Linked DNA regions of Sus scrofa: regions 1 and 2 are each linked to region 3. The links are chromatin contacts, called in public Hi-C and HiChIP or PLAC-seq maps. All regions are on one chromosome and are shown on one strand. Each heading gives the region's core, a stretch centred on a gene start, on an enhancer-like site or on the middle of the called end of the contact. The rest is flanking DNA. Distances are from core to core; before and after follow the strand shown.

Evidence for each region. Hi-C and Micro-C count contacts between places; a contact is called where the count stands out from the background. HiChIP or PLAC-seq counts read pairs in DNA pulled down with a chosen protein or histone mark.
Region 1: a contact with region 3 is called in an H3K27ac HiChIP or PLAC-seq map of alveolar macrophages. The contact joins the promoter of SERPINB11 here to the promoter of LOC100156248 in region 3. A contact is called at or near these places in 1 of 5 promoter capture datasets (fetal skeletal muscle) and 1 of 2 datasets of contacts at active chromatin or transcription factors (alveolar macrophages).
Region 2: a contact with region 3 is called in a Hi-C map of skeletal muscle, with 3 times the contacts expected there. The contact joins the promoter of SERPINB7 here to the promoter of LOC100156248 in region 3. A contact is called at or near these places in 2 of 5 promoter capture datasets (liver and skeletal muscle), 25 of 47 Hi-C or Micro-C datasets (adipocytes, adipose tissue, alveolar macrophages and 14 more) and 2 of 2 datasets of contacts at active chromatin or transcription factors (alveolar macrophages and skeletal muscle).

What each region holds. Positions count from the first base shown.
Region 1 is chr1:158,029,303-158,032,182 of Sscrofa11.1, forward strand. SERPINB11 (serpin B11) reads right to left here and starts at 1,531. Exons shown (of 8, transcript XM_021099530.1): 1 at 1,426-1,531.
Region 2 is chr1:157,997,906-158,000,605 of Sscrofa11.1, forward strand. It overlaps SERPINB7 (serpin B7), which reads right to left and starts at 1,337. Exons shown (of 8, transcript XM_001925047.5): 1 at 890-1,337.
Region 3 is chr1:157,835,659-157,838,524 of Sscrofa11.1, forward strand. LOC100156248 (serpin B8) reads right to left here and starts at 1,264. Exons shown (of 7, transcript XM_003353447.4): 1 at 1,113-1,264.

The sequences.
Region 1 (2,880 bases), core at 281-2,780, 190 kb after region 3:
TTGTTCCTGGAACATGCTGGTCTTCCTCACTAGGTTTAGCACTCCTTGAGAGAAAGGAAAATTTACCTGGGAAATTATCAATGTCTTGCACAATCATCCATAAATAAATACGCATTAGCAAGAGTGACATTCTAAATATTTTGCAAAATCTCATCTAATTAACATTACACAGTCAGTTTCAGGAAAGAGGAACCCATGCAACACCAAAGCCCCAAGGTTCATAGGGTCCGGCCAAAGGTGCAGGGACCCCAGGGGAGGCTCTGCCCAGGCAGTGAGGGAAAGTTGGGAGAGACCTTAGGTGTAGAAGGACTTCAAAGTGAGCCTCAAAGAGAAAGAATTGCAGAAAATTTCCCTTTGTGGATCTTTCTGTCTGCTTTTAGGGTAAGATCTTTCCCAAGCAAAAGAGATATGTCATCTGGAAGCTGTCATGGGATAAAAGAGAAAAAGAAGGATGCCCGAGGTTGCAGCCCCTTAGAGTTTGAGAAGGGGGATTTTTATTCAGCAAAGGGGAGGAGAGAACATGTCTTTGAAGGGAATATTGACATTAAAAGATTGCAAGAAGACAGAGGGGCTGGGTCTGTCTTTCGGGGGGGAATACATCTTCAAGGGTGGCTAAGACACTATGTTCTTACAGCCTGACATAGAAACTGGGTAGTTTTTAACCGTTTTGCAAGATTTAACTTGACTAGTGCCTCCCTCCCCTTCCCTAAAACAGGGCTCATCTTTCTCTCTCATGTGCTATCCCTCAAACTTTGTAAATTTCACAGCATGCTCATGGTCCTAAAAGTAAGAGCAACTTCAGAATGGTTACCCCATCCCACAAATACAAGCCATGAGACTTTATACCCCTTTGCAGAAATATGCCTCTTCCTTAAGAGACACATTTTAAAGTCATAAGAAGAAACTGACACTGAAGAAGGAAACATATATGATGTTTAACCTCAAGAAGAAGAATAAGGAAGAGAAGAAGAAAAAGGAGAAAAGGAAGAAGAAAAAGAAGAAGCTGAGACCAGGGAAATAAAGATATTCTTCCCAACACATAAAGTTATCAATAAGGCCAGTCCAGGGAGTTAAGAACCTCTAAGGAACTAAGAAGTATGTCACCACACATAGGCCACAGCCATAGGTAACTAGCTCTGTTTTGAATAAGAGTTATTAAAGAGTAAGTAGAATATATCAAGAGTTCTGTTTCACTAAACAAATCAGAGATTTGAAATCAGGTCAGTCTGCCTCTAGGATTTCACAATACACACTGTCACTGACATTCAGACACGTGAACGTGTGCCTTAACAAAAGCCACCCTCAAGTAAAGAAGCTTCCCCCTCATTTTGGATCCTTGTCCCCCTGTGCAAATGCCATATTTTACTGCATTTATCTGTTTCCCTCTGACAAGACATTATAGAGTACAGAGTTACTTCTCTTTACCTTTGCTGCTTTGCAGTGGTGAAGTGGCAGAAGAGATTGGAGCTGTGTCCCTGAAGAGGAAATATAAAGCCTTTACTTTTTTGCCCCTCCCTTTCCATTTGTGTCCTTAGTGATTCAGCTCTACGCTTGCTTGGCAGAAAGTACAGCTCTGAGAAGGAAGTCCTTCTAAACGCCACCCGAGTAGCACTGAAGGGACTCTCAGGATGGCTGTGCTTTCTGGAAAAGGAGCCAGCTCTCAACCTCCTCCTGCTTTGCTAATGGGGAAGCGCTGACAAGCCTAAACTCTATTCAAGAAAATAAGCTGTCTTTCTGAAAAGAATAACTTGAATGCATTCAAGCTGGGAGTGCCCTGTCTAGCATTGGAGGCATGGCCTGTGTCATGGGCATGGCCCATTGCTACTCAACAGGGGTGATGCTTCCTGGCTCAAGGCACATTCATCCCAAGATCTCCTGAGCTCTCCTGCATGGAGCTTACGTTTTTATGTGGAGCTTCAACAAACTGCTGGCTGGTAACTCCTGTCCCATAAAAAGAACACAAGGTTGAGCCCAAGCAGGATTTATTCTGTGGTTTCAGTTTAAGAGCTTGCTGGGAGCAGCAAGCCACCCCGCCTCCAGTGAGTTTCCAGGTATGATTCAGCCCTGTGTACTAAAGACTAGAGATGAGGGGTAGGGATGAAAGCTGGGAGACAAAAAATGTTTGGGGAGCACAGTAGCCAGAATCAGCACTGTGAGTCAAGCCCAGCTTCCCAGAGGCTCCTCTTGTCTGTGTGATACACAACCCAGCCACCCAGCTTGACTCCACTGCCCAAACTTAAATGGTAAAGCCCGGATGGCCCTGCACTTATGAGAAAGTCCTTTATAACCAGTGATTTTTTTTCTCTTTATCCTCAGCATGTGACAAGTTCTCAGTCAAAATTAAATCATTCCACAAGTCACGGGAACTAGAAACGTTAGGGTTAAAATTATGGCCTTACTAGAGTTGCCTGGTGGCTCAGCAGGTTAAGGATCTGGCATTGTCACTGCTGTGTTCAGGTCACTGCTGTGATGCAGGTTCCATCCCTGGCTCAGGAACTTCTGCATGCCATGGGAGCAGGCAAAAAATAAAATAAATAAAATAAAACAAAATAAAATAAAGACCCTACTATCCACTGTACCCATGAAGTTCTCATAAAAATAGTTATACACAGTCAACTTTGACTAAAAACCGTCCCAAATGTTGCTTAAACTTGGCTTCTGTCCATCAGTGCTGACTGGAAAAAAGGGGTAGCTTTTTTTTTTTTTTTTTTTTTGCTTTTTAGGGCGGCACCCCTGGCATATAGAAGTTCCCAGGTTAGGGGGCGAATCGGAGCTACAAGCTGCCGGCTTATGTCACAGCCACAGCAATGCCAGATCCAAGCTGTGTCTGTGACCTACACCACAGCTCATGGCAACATTGGATACTTACCCACTGAGCAA
Region 2 (2,700 bases), core at 87-2,586, 160 kb after region 3:
CAAAAATACTGGCAGAGGTGTCCAGGCTATAAATGGTTATAGAAGAAAACAATTTCAGTTCAGAGGTATTCTAAAACTGAACCATACCCAGCTTTGGATATATTGAAGAAGATTCATACTTAAAAGTGCATTATATTACTAAAGACAATAACAACAACAAACCCAAGCCTCTTATTATTATGTTAAAGTTGCCAAATATCATTGATAATAACTAAAGTATACTCAACAAGGAGTATCTAAAACCTGGCAGATTTTTTGAGAATTATCATCATTATATCGTGGTCTCTAGCTTTTTTTTTTTTTTTTCTTTTGCCTGGGAGTTGACATATAACATGTTACCAGGGTTTTGGATGATTTTCTTTTAAAAAGAAAGAAAAAATAGTGGAAAATACAAGCTTGTAAATATTCACTCACACACATTTATTCTGTATTGTTGTGAAGCCTGGTCAAAAGCCCAGATGCAAGCATTAAATATATTCAGTGTGAAAGTTATGTTTTATAAGTGTCTGGATTTGTTCAGCAGTTTGTAGGCATTTATCATACAAGGTCAAGAAGAAAGCTGATTTTCCTGTGGTTCCCAATGTGATTGATGCTGCCATCCACTGCCATTTTTATCTCCAAGACTACTCTACAACAACCCCGTACAGAACAGAGATTGGCTAGGAAAGCATACGGTGCCTTCAGGGATGTGCAGGAGGCTAAGGTTTTGCCAGGCAAGGAAGTACCTGACTATAGACACCCAGATACTAGAGGCAAAGCTATTACTCTGAAGGAAGATGAATGCTTACAACAGGAAGAGTCCTCAGGCTCCAGGTCTTCCCCATCCATCTCAGAGAGTCTGCTAACACTTAGCCTAGAACAATCCAGCATGCACAAGAATGCCACTTACCTCCTCACTGCTGTTCTTCAGCCCTCACTGCTGGGCTCAGTTCCTCCTGCCTCCTCCCTCCTAAAAGTCCTTACTCCTCCCACCTCACTCCTGCCAAGATTCAGAGGAAATTTCCCAGACTTCCCTTTGGCTCAACCCCAAGGGAGAGGTTGAGAACAGCAGCAAACAGTAGCAGCAGCAGCAGCAGGACAGCAATGCATGAAAATTCCCTCCCCTCTCATAGACTGTGCTAGGAGGAAAAGCACAGAAGGGACACCAGGAGGAACTCCAAATGGCCTTCCCTGTCCAGCTCAAGAAGGCACGTGGCATCTCTCTGCTCAGCAGAAAACAGCAGTGCCATGATGTCTGTTTTTCACCCCGCTACTTGATCACAAGGAAGTAAACCCAACAAGCCACGGAAGCAAAACATTCTAAAGACTGTCCTTTCACGTTCCCTTCTCAACTGTGTACACCTGGATGTGGGACAGGTTATAGTTTAGGGGTGGGAAATCAGAGCCAGCAGGAAAGAACACAGGAGGGGATAAACATGAGGATGAGCCATAGCAAGAGTGGCCGAGCACCAGGAACAGCTTTAGACAACCCTGTCCTCTGTCCAGGACTGAGGTCAAAGACCTGGGCTTTATTCGCTTCTAGGGCAGCCATTATCAAGAGTTCAAACAGTGTCCTGAAAGATGAAGTGACTCAGGTCCTAGGTCTCATGGTAAGCTTGCAACATAAGGTTTTTGCAAATAACAAAGGGCAACATGCAACTCTGGAGAAATACTGACAATCCCCATACACAGCAGAGATCATAGTATGAAACAAACATCAAGATGTGTCTTCAGGGAAGTGCATTTTGGTGGCAAAATACAGGAGGCATGGTGTAGTTGGAAATTCCAGCTCCTCTCCTTGGACCCATGTGAAATTCAGCAAGCTATTTAGAATCTTTTAAGCTTGATTTGCTCATTTGGAAAAAATGGGGATAATTCCAGTAAATTTTTGGTTGAAAGGATTATAGGTAACATATGTAGAGTTAATAAATGTAATTATTATAATAATAGACTGGGGTAGATCTGGAAATCCAGGGTGTATGGGAACACCTATGATAGACTATCTATCTATATATTATTATTCAAGTTCCAATCCAATGATGGTTCCTTAATTCCATCATTTCCATTATCTTCCATATTATCATGAGCCCACATTGATGTCTTTCTTCTTTGACTATATACTTTTATCATATATTTCACTGAATTTTCCTCTTATTATATGGAATGTTATATAGTCACTCCTATAAGATCTTTTCCATCTTTTCCCCTTTGTATTCAATAAAGAAACCTGGTAAGCACTTGATAAATATGAACTTATTCATTGTGCCCAAAGAAGTGTTTTGGGTTGGCCATGATTATAAACCTCCTTCAAAATACATAGACATTTCCAAAATTTATCTTTTTTGGGAAAAAAAAAAACTTTCCATTTTTTGCATTGCATCCTCATCCGTATGGAAAATAAAAATCCTAGGGCTTTCACAAAATTATCATCACTTTTTCTTTGTTATTAAATACAGTCATGGCCTTCTGACAGTGGAACATGGGGAGATGCTTTCTGTGTAATAAAATAACATGATATCCTGCTCATGTTTACATAAAGTTGACCAATATCATTGATTTATGAACTATATCTATTCTTTTTTTTTTTTTTTTTTTTTTAGGGCCTCACCCACAGCATGTGGAAGTTCCCAGGCTAGGGGTCAAATTGGAACTACAGCTGCCAGCCTATGCCATAGTCACAGCAATGCCGGATCCAAGCCGCATCTGTGACCTGCACCATAG
Region 3 (2,866 bases), core at 14-2,513:
TGGATGAAATTACTTAGAATGTACAAATTGGTGGAATAAGGGGGAAAAAATCCACCCTGTTCTAGGGAATTTTTACAGGTAGAGAGAGGAAAACGACAAGGGATTGAGACCAACAATCAGGGATGTTCTTAGGGAAGCAGGGGCAGGAAGTGGCCAGAGCTGGAGGAGGAGGACAGGAGGGTAGCACCCAGGCTGGACCCAGGAGGAGGCCATTTGGGCTAGAAAATCCTGGACAGAGAGAAGTAGGAGCCAGAGGGCTGATAAGTACCTGGAAAGTGTGGAATTGATTCAGTTAACTACTGTGCCTGCGGAGGAGGAGACAAATCAGAATATGGGTTTGGGGTTTGTTTTGTTATTTGTTTTTTCCAGCTTGAGCGGAAGCAGGCAATAAAGAACAGATGAAAGATGTGAAAAAAAGAAAAAAGAAATGCAATAAATATGTAAAGAAAAAGAGAGGGAAGGGAGGGAGGGACAGAGAGAAGGAGGAAAGAGCAGAGGAGAGAGGAGAGGTACACCCAATAAGCTGGATCGCAGAGGGAACTCGCAGAGGTGCTGGAAGTGACGTTGACCCAGCACATCCCGGAACTTGCCCAAGGCTCCATAGAAACTCTGGGCTAGACGGCTGCACCCTGCGCTGCCCCCCTCACTCTCCCAAAAGTTTCCACAGCCCAGGCTTGGATTACAGGCCGCGCCTTCACTTCCAGCAAATCAGTCGCAGCACGGTGGCGTCAACAGGCCCTGTGTCACTCCCACTCCGGGGTCCACCCTCTGACCCAGGGCGGGTCTGCGCACCAAGCTCCTGCACTGGGTCCTCGGAGCCTGGGCCTCGGAGACTAACCTTAGAGCCCCAGACAAAGCGGGCCAGGGGGAAAGAGTGCCGGGGGGTAGAGGAGAGGGGTCCGAGGCGATCCCAGCTCCGCAGCCCTCCTTCCTGGATAACCGCCGCCGTCGTGTTCCTCTAGTCCTCTCTACGCCCATTTCCCCGCCGCCCCGCTCCCACTGTCTGTCTCTGGCCTTCCTCCCTCCCTTCTCCCCAGGCTCGGCTGGAGCTCTAAGCTAGAGGCGGTCGCTTTGGGAATCCGAGGGTTCGAGAGCCCTCCCAGCCCGGGTACCTGGGAGATTACTGCTGCTGCGGCGGCGGCGGCGGCGGCGGCTGCGGCTGCTATTCCAGTTTAGTGCATGCTTCGCCTCCGCTTTGATTTCGGGCAAGGCTTCCGGCGGTGACTCAGAACACCAGTGGGAGACTGCAGCAGGCAGTGCAATCTCTGATTCCTTCATCCCCAGGCCAGACCCTGGGTGGAGGCTGTGCCTCGCCGGCATCCTCTGGCCTAGGCCTGAGAGCCGAAGGCTTGGCGGAGGAGACAATTGCCTGGTCCTCAGAGGGTGTCTGGGGAAGGCTTTACCCCCTCGGAGACTGGTTTGTTTTCCTGGGTTAGCATGTTCGGTCTCCGTGTTTAACGCATGTATGGTAGAGTGTTTTCAAAACTGAGACTCCACTTTGAAAATTAACTAAAAGCAAAACCAGAATTCCTAAAGCTAGTCGTTTCCAAACTATTTTGGTAGGACATCCTTCAAAACAATTTTCGAGCAGGCGTTACCGATATCAAACACGAATTTATAGGTGCGTGTTTTAATCTTAGAGTAAAGCTTTGAAACACCTAATTTGAAGACCCATTGTGTGCGTCTGTGTGTGTGTGTGTGTGTGTGTGTGGTTTTTTAATCAGTTTATTTTTTGTTTATTTTTTATTTTTTAAATGATTTTTATTTTTTCCATCATAGCTGGTTTACAATGTTGTGTCAAATTTCTGCTCTATAGCAAGGTGACCCAGTCACATATGTGTGCGTGCGTGTGTGTGTGTGTGTATGTGTGTGTATACATTTCTTTTTCTCACGTTATCATGCTCCATCATAAGTGACTAGTTATAGTTCCCCGTGCTATACAGCAGGATCTCATTGCTTATCCAGTCCAAAGGCAATAGTTTCCATCTATTAACCCCAAATTCCCAGTCTATCCTCCCTCCCCCTCCCCCTTGGCAACCACAAGTCTGTTCTCCAAGTCCATGTGTTTCTGTTCTGTGGAAAGGTCCATTTGTACCGTACATTAGATTCCAGATATAAGTGATATCATATGGTATTTGTCTTTCTCTTTCTGACTTACTTCACTCAGGATGAGAGTCTCTAGGTCCATCCATGTTGCTGAAAATGGCATTATTTTGTTCTTTCTTATGGCTGAGTAGCATTCCATTATGTATACATACCACATCTTCCTAATCCAATCATCTATCAATGGACCTATGGGTTGATTCCATGTCTTGGCTATTGTGAATAGAGCTGCAATGAGCATGTGGGTGCATGTGTCTTTTTTTAAGGAGAGTTTTGTCTGGATATATGCCAAAGAGTGGGATTGCTGGGTCATATGGTAGTTCTATGTATTGTTTTCTAAGGTACCTCCACACTGTTCTCCGTAGTGGTTGTACCAGCTTACATTCCCACCAACAGTGCAGGAGGGTTCCCTTTTCTCCACACCCCTTCTAGCTTTGTAATTTGTGGACTTTTTAATTATGGCTATTCTGACTGATGTGAGGTGGTATCTTATGGTAGTTTTGATTTGCATTTCTCTAATAATCAGTGATGTTGAGCATTGTTTCAAGTGCTTGTTGGCCACCTGTATATCTTCCTTAGAGAAATGTCTATTCAGGTCTTTTGCCTATTTTTCAATTGCGTTGTTGGCTTTTTTCATTTGAGTTGTATAAGTTGTTTGCATATTTTAGAGTTAGGCATAACTTGAAACTGTTTTCTTCATTCTGTAAGTTGTCTTTGTGTGCATAATGGCCACACCTGGGGCTATGGAATTTATCCAGCCAGG